Regions from separate parts of the Sus scrofa genome. Here region 2 is linked to region 1. The links are chromatin contacts, called in public Hi-C maps. All regions are on one chromosome and are shown on one strand. The core of a region is the stretch at or near the end of the contact, and the rest is flanking DNA. Distances in the headings are between cores, read along the strand shown.

Evidence for each region. A called contact is a pair of places that touch in the nucleus more often than the background predicts.
Region 2: a Hi-C map of liver shows a contact between it and region 1, with 3 times the contacts expected there. A contact is called at or near these places in 1 of 47 Hi-C or Micro-C datasets (liver) and 1 of 2 datasets of targeted methods (alveolar macrophages).

Annotation. Positions count from the first base shown.
Region 1 is chr5:60,534,780-60,540,140 of Sscrofa11.1, reverse strand. The region is part of intron 5 of ETV6 (transcription factor ETV6); the gene reads left to right. Among named protein-coding and RNA genes, the nearest start is that of BCL2L14, 180 kb to the right of the region's middle.
Region 2 is chr5:60,692,856-60,698,216 of Sscrofa11.1, reverse strand. The region is part of intron 1 of ETV6 (transcription factor ETV6); the gene reads left to right. Among named protein-coding and RNA genes, the nearest start is that of ETV6, 81 kb to the left of the region's middle.

The DNA.
Region 1 (5,361 bases), core at 1,166-3,665:
AGTAGCTAGGTGGAAAATAATAGAGGAGGCTTGAGGCAACTGGAAATCGCGGTTCGTTTCAGGCCAGGCTTTTCTGTCACACGGCAGCCCCTGGATGCAAATTCCCAGGCTGCCCCCACATCTGAGCCAACAGGCTCTTCCTGGGCTCCAGCTGGGGCCTGCTCTCAGCTGGAAGGCATGAGTGCTGATCCCAGCCCTTCCCAGCTCCACACCTCCTGCAAGCCAGAGGTGGAAAGGGTTAGCCGTGTTTGCAGCCATGGTCCTTCTGCCCCAGTGAAGCCAGGGAGCTTGGATCGGTACCCTCCGCCTGGGCTTCTCCCTCTCCCAGCGTGCCGCCGCTGTGCACAGATGGCTTCTGTTTTCCTCCACCCCAGCCAAGCACAAGCAATTGCCCATGGTAAACCCATCACCTCTGTGTATGAACACAGGGTTGGCTGCACTGGATTTATCAGCTTTCTGCTTCTAGATAATGGCTGATCTAGCATTGAGGAGGACAAAAAAATAGAAAAAAACTAAGCTGCAGATAGGCCTCCTGCATGTTGTAAAACCTGTGCTTCTATAAGCAGGGTTTCTCAAGCTTGATGCTCTTGAGATTTGGGCAAGTAATTTTTCTCTTTTTTTTTCCCCCTTTTTAGGGCTCCACTGCTTGCATATGGAGGTTCCCAGGCTAGGGGTTGAATCGGAGCTGTAGCTGCCAGCCTACACCACAGCCACAGCAATGCCAGATCTGAGCCACGTCTTTGACCTACACCACAGCTCAAGGTCCTTAACCCACTGATTGAGGCCAGGGATCGAACCTGCATCCTCATGGATGCTAGTCAGGTTCTTAACCTACTGAGCCACAGCAGGAACTCCAAATAATTCTTTATGCAGAGGTGGGGGGACAGGTGGTTCTTTTGTGCATTGTCAGATTTTTAAAGGCATCCTGGTCTCTGCCCGCTACATGCGCATAGCATCCCCCACCCCAGCTGTAACAATGCAAATTGTCTCCAAACATTGTTCAGGACCCCCGAGGAAGCAAGGCTGCCTCTATTTTAGAACCATTGCTATAAAGCAGAGAAGCAACTTTCTGTTTTTCATGTTACTTACCTGTTTTGTTGCTGAACCCAAAATCAGTGTATTTGTTTCTCACAATAAATTTCAAGCAATGAAACAGGAACACTAGGCCTCTCCTTGTTGGTGATTATATCCACAGAACTCTGGTTTTACAGACCTTCATTTAAAATTCCATTTGGGCAGTTAAAACAACATAAAATTACTTTCTTAGACACTTTCCCAAAATTTAAATTAACCACTGTCATAAAACATTCCCTTGTCAATAACTTGACTTGCCCGCTCAGATTTTTTAAACATCAGTTTTGTCTAGCATGGTGTTTTTGTTTTTTTTTTTTCCATTAGAAACCATGTTGGTTATATGTGAAATGCCCATCTTTTTACAGTCTCTCCACAACAAGCTTGTACAGTGAGTCTCTGGTAAGAGACAGGCGTGGGAGGGAAAATATTTCTCCCTGACCACAGGAAAGGATTTTTCACAATGGCTTTTAACTGTGGAAATCCAGGGTACCTCACCCAGCAGGAAAGAGCGAGAACTCTCTTTCTGCAACTGGAAAATAGCCTTTTACTTGAGCGAAAGCCTTTCTTAAACTTCCTCTTATGTCCACATCATGGACATTTGTTTAAAATTCCCATATTCCCTGATAGAGAAAGACTTTTAGTTTAGGAGAAATTTATCTAAAATTAATTAAGACTTTGGGATATAAATTTTTTTTCATATGCATGTTGAAATGTTTTGTCATGGGATAAACTTTTGCGTAGAGAGTTTGGTGCATGTTACTCTTTAGTATTAAGCAGTTTTATTGATGATCAAAGAGTATTTTATCTGTGTAGACATGATGGATTTTGACAAAGCTGAGAAATTATTGGTGGGCCATGGCACCAACCTCCAGAGGATCTAGGGAACTTAAAAGGATCTGCCTTTTATTTAAATACATCTTAAAAACAATAAGTCATATGGCTTGAACTTCGATTGTTTAAAAAAAAAAAAGGAAAAAAGTTGTATGGTCAGAGAGTTATTTTTAGCATCTGGCATAATTTTTAACTAAAGAAACAAAAAAAATCAATAGCGTTATAAAAGCCAGTTATGCTCTGAATTTGAAACAACTGCTTTATGCCACAAAATTCCTGTCGCTACCTCCGTGAACTGAGTAATGCGGTACATCTTGAATGTCAACATATTTTTATTTCTCAGCTAATGTTAGCTTTGCTGGGTTAGATGTCATTTAAAATGATCAACTGGCAGCTTGTGTGGGGTTACTTTCCCATTTATGAAAGGGAAACGTTTGCAAGATACAAGGTCCTTGCACCTCATACGTAGAATCTGTTCTCTAGTAAACCCCTGACCTTCCTTCACCAACCAAACACAGCTCATTTTCGGTCAATGGTTTACAAAGGTCTCGGTTTGATGTCTCTAAAGAACCAGCAGGGTAGTCCCGCCAGCGCTGGTTAAGCCTTCCTTGGAGAAATGGTCTGGTTTGCATTTCGCCATTTTATGAGAAATAGAATGTATGAGGCAGTAAAAGAGAAGCAACAGAAAACAATAAAAGTGAAAATCCTTATGCAGATGAGGATAGAACATTCCCTTTGACATTTTAGCTCCAAGAAGTCCTAGAGGTGAGGGGACTGCCAATAGATTGCTTACCTTCACATGGGCAAAATCCTTCCTGCAGTCACCCATCCCAGTACTAAGCAGGCCCAACCCTGCTTCGCTTCCAAGATCAGGCAAGATCCAGTGCCTGCAGGGTGGTGTGGCCATCGTCCTTTGGCCATAGACCACGAGTTCTTTCTATGCAACTGCAGAAGACAACCAGATAGGTTTATTATAATTAGGCTTATTATTATACTATTAAAATGAATACACACTCTCAAGAATCACATCCCAAATCCAGATGAATCCAAAAGGTGTCATCAGGAGTTCCCGTTGTGGCTCAGCAATAACGAACCCATCTAATATCCATGAGGATGCAGGTTCAATCTCTGGCATCCCTCAGTGGGTTAAGAATCCAGCATTGCCATGAGCTGTGGTGTAGGTTGCAGACAAGGCTCAGATCCCGTGTTGCTGCAACTGTAGTGCAGATTCCACCCCTAGGCCTGGGAACTTCCATATGCTGAGGGTGTGGCCTTAAAAAGAAAAATAAAGGGGGAGGGGGTGTCATCGAGCATCTTGATGGTAAAAATGATTTGTAACCCTGTCAGGAAACATGGAGAAGTTATTCACAAAGTCATTCACAAACTGCCTTTGCTCCTCCTAGTTGGCTGGTAGTTTGTGTGATAAGATTTGCTTTTGTCAGATGGTTTCCACTTGGAAGAGACTGCGGGAAATTAAAATGTATCTGCCATTTGATGGCAAGGCAAAAAACTGGACAATTAAACTGCAACCCACTTCTCTATTTTCCATCTGTAATAAAAACGATGTAAGACAAGGAGGCAGCAGAGAGGGCGAAAGACACTGCCTACTTCACTGCTTTGCCTAGAGTCATCCTCTTAGAAGCGCCTTATAAATGAGCTCAGTGATTCTCAGTCTGCAGTAGTGTGGCAGACTTCTCAAGGTACTTGCAGATGCTGTGCCTTGTCCCCTCTGCTGTCTTTTGCTCTTCAGCACCCCCTCTGGTGATCAAGAGCACAGCAGCAGGCTGGGGTGGTTATGCAAAGGGCAGGCCAGCTCCTGCTTCTGTGAGAGTGGGATTCAAACTCCAGGAGGACCAATCATCGTTTGAAGGAGACCACCACCACTGGTCTTTTTCTGAAACACAAGAAATCACATCCCATTCATTTTTCAACACAGATAATCAGGGGGGGAAAGGATACAGTAAGGGATCCTAAAGATTTATGGTCATTTTAAATTTAAGGCTAATTCCTTCAAAGATTAAGAAAATGCCAGTCCTGTCCACCGTTCAGAGAGAAAGCTGGATTTCTCATAGGACACACTAAACAGGGTTAAACTGTGCTCTGGCAAGTCCTAAGATTTTATAGATATACACCTCTTACCTAGCTTCTCTGAGACTAGAAAGCGCATCGTGACGTGTGACGCCAGCATCGTCACCCATGAGCTATGCCCTTTGAGCAAATGGCCAAACCCTCTAAGCCCCAGCTTCCTCATCCATAAAATAATTATAGCCACAGCTCCGGCCTCACCAGGTGGCAGAAGGGTCAGATGCAGTTGTGCTGGTGGGACACAGCACAGTGCCTGCAAATAGCACCCAATCAATGCCGTCAGTGTTTTCATTCGTTTCTCACATCATCCCTTTACAATAACCCCATAAAGACTAAGTGTGGGAGTTCCTCTTTGCTAAAGGAGGAAACAGACCCTCAGGAAGATTTGAGAAACTTGCCCCAGGTGACCTGCCTCAATTCCCCTTGTAAACAGGCACCAAAGGAGAGGGTGTTTCCTTCTCTGGGAGGTGAATGCAGTGACGCTAAGACAGTCCGAGTAGGGACTACACATTCCCTGCCCAGGTCGGCCGGCCTCACCCAACATAAGGAAGTCAGCACATTGCGGTGCCAGAGCCCCAGCATTCAAATCCCAGTGACTTCGGGCATTAAGGATTAGAAAGGATGCAGCACGTAGAGTGAGGCGTAGAAAGAATGCTTGTGGAGTTCCTGTAGTGGCTCAGCGGTAACCTAACTCACATCCATGAGGTTGCAGGTTCCATCCCTGGCCTTGCTCAATGGGCTAAGGACGCAGCGTTGCCATGAGCTCTGAGGTAGGTCACAGATGCAGCTCGGATCCCACGTTGCTGTGGCTGTGGCGTAGGCCGGCAGCTGTAGTTCTCTTTTGACCCCTAGCCTGGGAACTTCCACATGCCACAGGTGCAGCCCTAAAAAAGAAAAAATAAAATGCTTGTAAAGTGCAGAATATGTACACAGGTGGTCAGCATTTAATCACTATGACCAGCCATGCTATCACTGTTGCTTCTGGTACCTATCAAAGCTCCCAGAAGCAACAGTGAACTGAACTCCTGGGATCCAGGCTGCATTAATTAGACCTAGAAAGTCCACACCCGTCTCCATCTTCTGTCCAGGTAATGCACATGCAAGCCACAGTCCATGATGACACGAATCCAGAAAGCACTAGAGAAGTCTGTGGCTTCTCTCTGAATTTTCCAACCCATGTGGCCCCAAGCCAAGCCTAGCACAGACCCTGGGCTATACTAAGAAAGATCTGTCGCCTGACCGAATAATCCAACCTCAAGGGGTTTTTTGCACCGGGTTCCTTTCTAACCTGAGTCCATTATAATAAAACAATTTTTTAAAACCTCCAAAGCAGCAATAATGAGAATATCTGCATTCTTCGTAAAAACCACG
Region 2 (5,361 bases), core at 2,132-4,631, 160 kb before region 1:
GGGACTTGTCTGGCTGTGGGGTCCACGCACACAAGACCTACCCTCCCAGACTGCTTTTGATGGGGTGGTTTGCGTGAGCATGAGCTGTGTAGGGGAGCCGCTCCTTGTCAGGGGACACCAGGCTACTCCAGCATCCGCACAGGCGGGCCTCCTCCTCCTCCTGATCTTGGGTTCTCCGCCTGGGACCTTGATCGTCCACCTGGGAAGACCAGAGTCTTATGACTGTGCATTTCTCCTGTCGTTCACTGGCTACTGCCACCTGCTTCTCTGCCCATTTAACCCATCAGATTCCCCTTCCATCAGGGCACATCTTTTCTCCCAGATTCAGTCCCTGCCAGGAATCGGCCGAGAGCTCTCATGACTTTCCTTCCTCTCTCCCTGTCTCTCTTTCGCTCCCTCCCACTCCCTTCCTTCCTTCCTTCCTTTCTTCACCTCGTCTGGTGCTATGTCCTTAACATCTCATGCTGGGACTACGTGTGGAACGGATTGGACCGAATTCCAAGTCTGAGTGGCAGGAAACCTCTTTTGTTTTGCGTCGTACATTGCCTAACATGAGAAAACGTACTGACAAGGACTTGGCAATCCTGAGGGTTTCTTTGGAGTGACATTTGCCTTAATAAGTGTTGACCTATTTTGTAACAAGCTAGGATGAGCTTTCCCTTTTACCTCCTATTTCAACAAAGTTCTGTGCTTTAAAGGTCCATCTCCAAGGCACTGTCTGTTTTTTTGTTTTTTTGTTTTTTTTTTTTTCATTTCAGAATAAGGTTTACAGAATTATGGCTTCCTCCGCGTTGTCCCATGAGGCTCCCATATACTTCTTCTCTTAGCATCTGGTACGCTGTATCCTTTTGAGTGTGTATTACCTTCCCCTATGATCATCTTCAGTTGCCTCCAGGGGAGGCAGGAATCGTGCTTACTGTTGCTGGGTATAGCTGTGGATCCCCAGTGGCTCTCATTGGCACATAGTATGTACCCAGGAAATGTTTGTGGACTCGAGAAGTCGACTCGAGAGAAATGCACTCAAGAAATGATCACATGAATGGATACCTTGGCATCTGAGCATTCTTAAGGGCATTCCAAGTGGCAGAAGCATCTGTTTGGAAGAAGGGGCACAGGGAGCTGAAGGGACGGAGTGGGGATCAGCTGTATCTGGGACTCAGAGTAGTTTCCTCCGGAAACATGACCGGATACGACTGGATGTGGGGGAGACGATCCACCTGTTCAGTACCTTGGACCTTAGTTGTGCACACGGCCCATACAGTGGGTGGGAATCATGAAAACAACGGGATTCTTCAAATTGGGGAGAGAATGTGTGAACACACATGATTAAAAGTATGAATCAGTTCAGGCTGGAGAGGGGAAGACAAAGCCTCCTGTGTGCCAGACATTGTGTAAGAATGAGGTGGGAGCCTTCCACACACACACACACACACACACACACACACGGCTCGGTTTATTCTGCACAGCCTTCCAGGACAGGCGTCTTTATCTCCAGGGTACAGACAAGGAACCGGAGATTCAGGGCCCGGGTCATTTATGCAGAGTCCATGGCTAGTAAATGTCAGTGCCGGGATTTGAACTTGTGGCCAGGAAAGAGGCCTTGTCTTGTTCGTGGAGGACGGGCAGGCCATGCACAGGCAGGGGGAGAAGGACACTGGGAAGGGCCCCGAGGAGTGGGCCTTCCCTTGCGTATAAATAATACAAATAAACCACCCTCCCTGCCCCCACATGACAAGCTGCTGAACGTGGAGTGTGTCTGACTCTCCCAGCAGGGAGCCTGGTACGGCCAGAACCTCCTATGACACAGACGTGCCTGCACCCCCTGGGCCTGTGGTGCCGTTTGCACTCATGGGCCAGCCAACTGCATGTGGCCTGGAAGTGCTTTTGTGACACAGGCTCCCCATCTTTTATGGCCCTCTCCTAGTTGTATATCCCCATGTGCCTCATCCCCCTCATCCGTGTCCCACATGAAGTCATTTGAAAGGAATAATCATTCTAAAGACTCAGGATAAATAAGGACTAAGAAGACCTGAGCAAGAACAGCCTCCAGCATGCGGGTGGAGGTGGGGGAGGGCCGACTTTCCAGTTCAGAGGCTTGATAAAAAGTGTGGGGAATGCCTGATTGACATCATTATGAAACGTGAAGAGACTGGCATAGCAAATGTTCTGTAGCATCACATGCCCGGGGAAGAAGCCCAGGGACCCACTAGTGCTCACGAGTGTGCACAGTGCTCCGAGCAGGTGCCCCTTTGACCCGCCACGGGGTAGGAGAAAGTGGCTCTATTTCTAGTTACGAGACTTGGTGAGCTGTGACTCAGTCAGTGGGACTTTTATGTAAAGGCTTCTGTTGCCCGTTCATTCCCCCTACAAGCTGGGTGTTCATTCAGCCCAGAGAAGCAAGTTTGGGATGGATCATACCCTAGTGAGCACTAGCATGTCTCACAAGAGAACAGTCTGTGCCTTACGAAATTAGATTCCTATTGCTTGTGGTGCTGGAGGAGATGGGGCAAGTCTGGAGGCTACCTGGAAATGCCCTTCAAAGGTACCATTGTGACACTAGTTTGACTGTTGGATACGATCCTAGACATTTATAATGAAAAGAAATCATTTAAACTTAGGTATTGTTGGAGTTCCTGTCGTGGTGCAGTGGTTAACGAATCCGACTAGGAACCATGAGGTTGCAGATTCGATCCCTGGCCTTGCTCAGTGGGTTGATGATCCGGCGTTGCCGTGAGCTGTGGTGTAGGTCGCAGATGCGGCTCGGATCCCGCATTGCTGTGGCTCTGGCGTAGGCTGGCAGCTACAGCTCCGATGAGACCCCTAGCCTGGGAACCTCCATATGCCATGGGAGCGGCCCAAGAAAAAGGCAAAAAGACAAAAATAAATAAATAAATAAATAAAATACACTTAGGTATTGTTTATTAAATGTTTGAACCACTTTAAAAGGTTTTTTTTAAGTGAAGCCTTTTTACCTAGTAACCAACACCTGTACCTGACTTCTTCAAACCTGTAGCCACATGCCTGGTTGTTCCACAGTTGTTATCGATGTTTATGTACGTGTTCCCATTCTCCTTCTAGCATCGTCTAATATCGAAACAATGTGTGGTGTCATAGGTAGGGCTCTATGGTCCACAGAGCACTTTGCCTACATTACCTCTGCTATTTTTCACGGCTCTGACATTCTGAGGAACTGACCTGCTGTTACTTAAGGTTCTGTTTCTGAATTGAGTTCGGCTCAAGTGTAAGAAACCATAGCAGTCGACACAGACTCGCTTTGGCCTTATCTCTGCTTCCTGCTCGGGCAGGTAAGAGCTGCTACAGGAAGGAACAGTTGCCAAATTGGCCAGGTGTGCCAGTTCATGGCCCAGAAGGGGCAGCTGTCAGTTGAACTTTGCCCATGTTGTCCGGATTTTATCTGATCTCTGGATGTGCTCAGGAGCGGACTCCTGTGGGTGGGAGCCTTAGGATCAAAGACCTGTTCAAAGGCTTCGTGCCTTTCCCTGCAGACGCCTTCTGCCATCCTGGAACAGGTGGGGGTGGGCTTGCAGAGGGGTAGCTCTGGGTCCTTGCCTGAAGAAATGGACTCTCCCAGCATCTCAGAGGGTTGCCCGGTGGCCACCTTTACAGCGACTACAAAGGAGATGTGACCACAAAGGAGATGTGACCGGAACAGCTAGTTTCCCATTCCTACTTGCTGAGCTTCTTGCAGTTGAAGGATTCCCTCCTTAACCCTGAGGCAAGCTCCAGAGGACTGACTCACACCACGGGTTAAATAGGGGCCTTTGACCTCTCGATTCATAACATCTTGACCTTGGTTAGATACCATCTTGACCTTTAGAAAGAACTGTGCCTGGGGCTATGGTTTTATTGATTCTCTTTGCCAACGTAATTGGTGTCTTTCATGACTTTTTTTTGTACCTCACACACCTGAAGTTGAAGGTCATCTCTTTTGTACGGAAAAACATAATCATTTTCCCTGTGGTGTGCCGGTCATGAGGTTCAGGCAGGAAGACTAGTTGACCTGGGTTCTACCCCTAGGTTTTTTTTGCTGATTCGCAAAGACATTTAATTTCTCTCTCCCACTTTTTCTAGATCTGCAAAATAGAAAGGGGAGTTCACGAACATTTATGTGCTACCAGGGGATTTTTTTTTTTTTTTTTTTTTCCTGTGCAAGTGAAAATGAGTATCGATGCAACCACAGGGCTTGCTACCAGCTCCAAGGGGTGTATTTCACTGTCTCTGGAAAGAGACCAGCAGTAATGCCAGAAGCAGGGTGTTTGCCTCTAACCTTACTTTTGACACCTCTTCCCTTCCTATCCTTAAAAACACACGCCACCATTTAAGGGGCCAGGAGCAGACCCACAGCAAAGCCTGTGGCCTGCACATGCCTTCGTAGGCCTTTGGGATTGTGGTGGGGAAACCTTATTCCCTCTCTTGCTTCCTGATACCTTGGCCTTTGGGAGGTGTCTGGAAGGCCAAGTGGCAGAAAAGCAGCACAACCTGCTTGACAAGTCTCGTATAAACAGAGGAAGTCCAGGAAGGCACCTCGTCTGGAATTGCTAAACTCATAGAGGCCAATTGTAGTATGTACAAAGCTCCAGGTCACTACGGCCCCTGAGAGCTCCCAGGAGGCCCACCTGCAGGCAGGACCGGGGGTTCTAGGGACTGAAGGTCCGTCCATCATAGCCCATGGGGAGAGTTGAGTTCAGTGTCTGTGGACCCTGTGGCGAGATGGCACCGTTACCTGGACGGACCACTGGGTGGACATCCGGCAGGGTTCCTGCTCTGCTTCCCATGACCCTTCCTCTCCAGCCCTCTAGCCTCTATCCTACGGGTGCAGAGAATGGTAGCAACAGCTCTCGCCCCTCAAGTACATGGCGGGATGTGTGTGTTTGGTTTGATTTCCCCCTTTTGGTTTGGAGGGTCCAACAGTCCACCCATGGGGTGGAAGTGGACCGAGAGAAAGCCTTTCCCTGGGGCCCTCAGTGGGCTGCCCTTTGCCCTTCCCTAGAGAATGACATTGTAATGTGCAAATCCTGCTTCTAGGAGATTAGAGAGGTGGAAGGATGCCTTTTGCAAATGTGTGTAGAGGGCAGCTTTAAGCTGTTCTTTGAGTGGGGGAACCCAGTGACACGCTCCCCGGTGTATCCCCCTCCTGACTCACATCCTTTCTCCCCATTCTAGGCCAGGTGCCTCCCATGTGTTTGGTGACCCAGAAAAGGGGAAAGCAAGGCTGCCTTTTGTGGCACTGCTCTTTGTGATTGGGAAGTACCGCCTGGGAGAAATGATGTCAGTATGAGGCTTTATGTTAGGGTGACTCTTCCTCTGCTGCAATAAGAGAAGTCAGAAATAAGTCCAGTA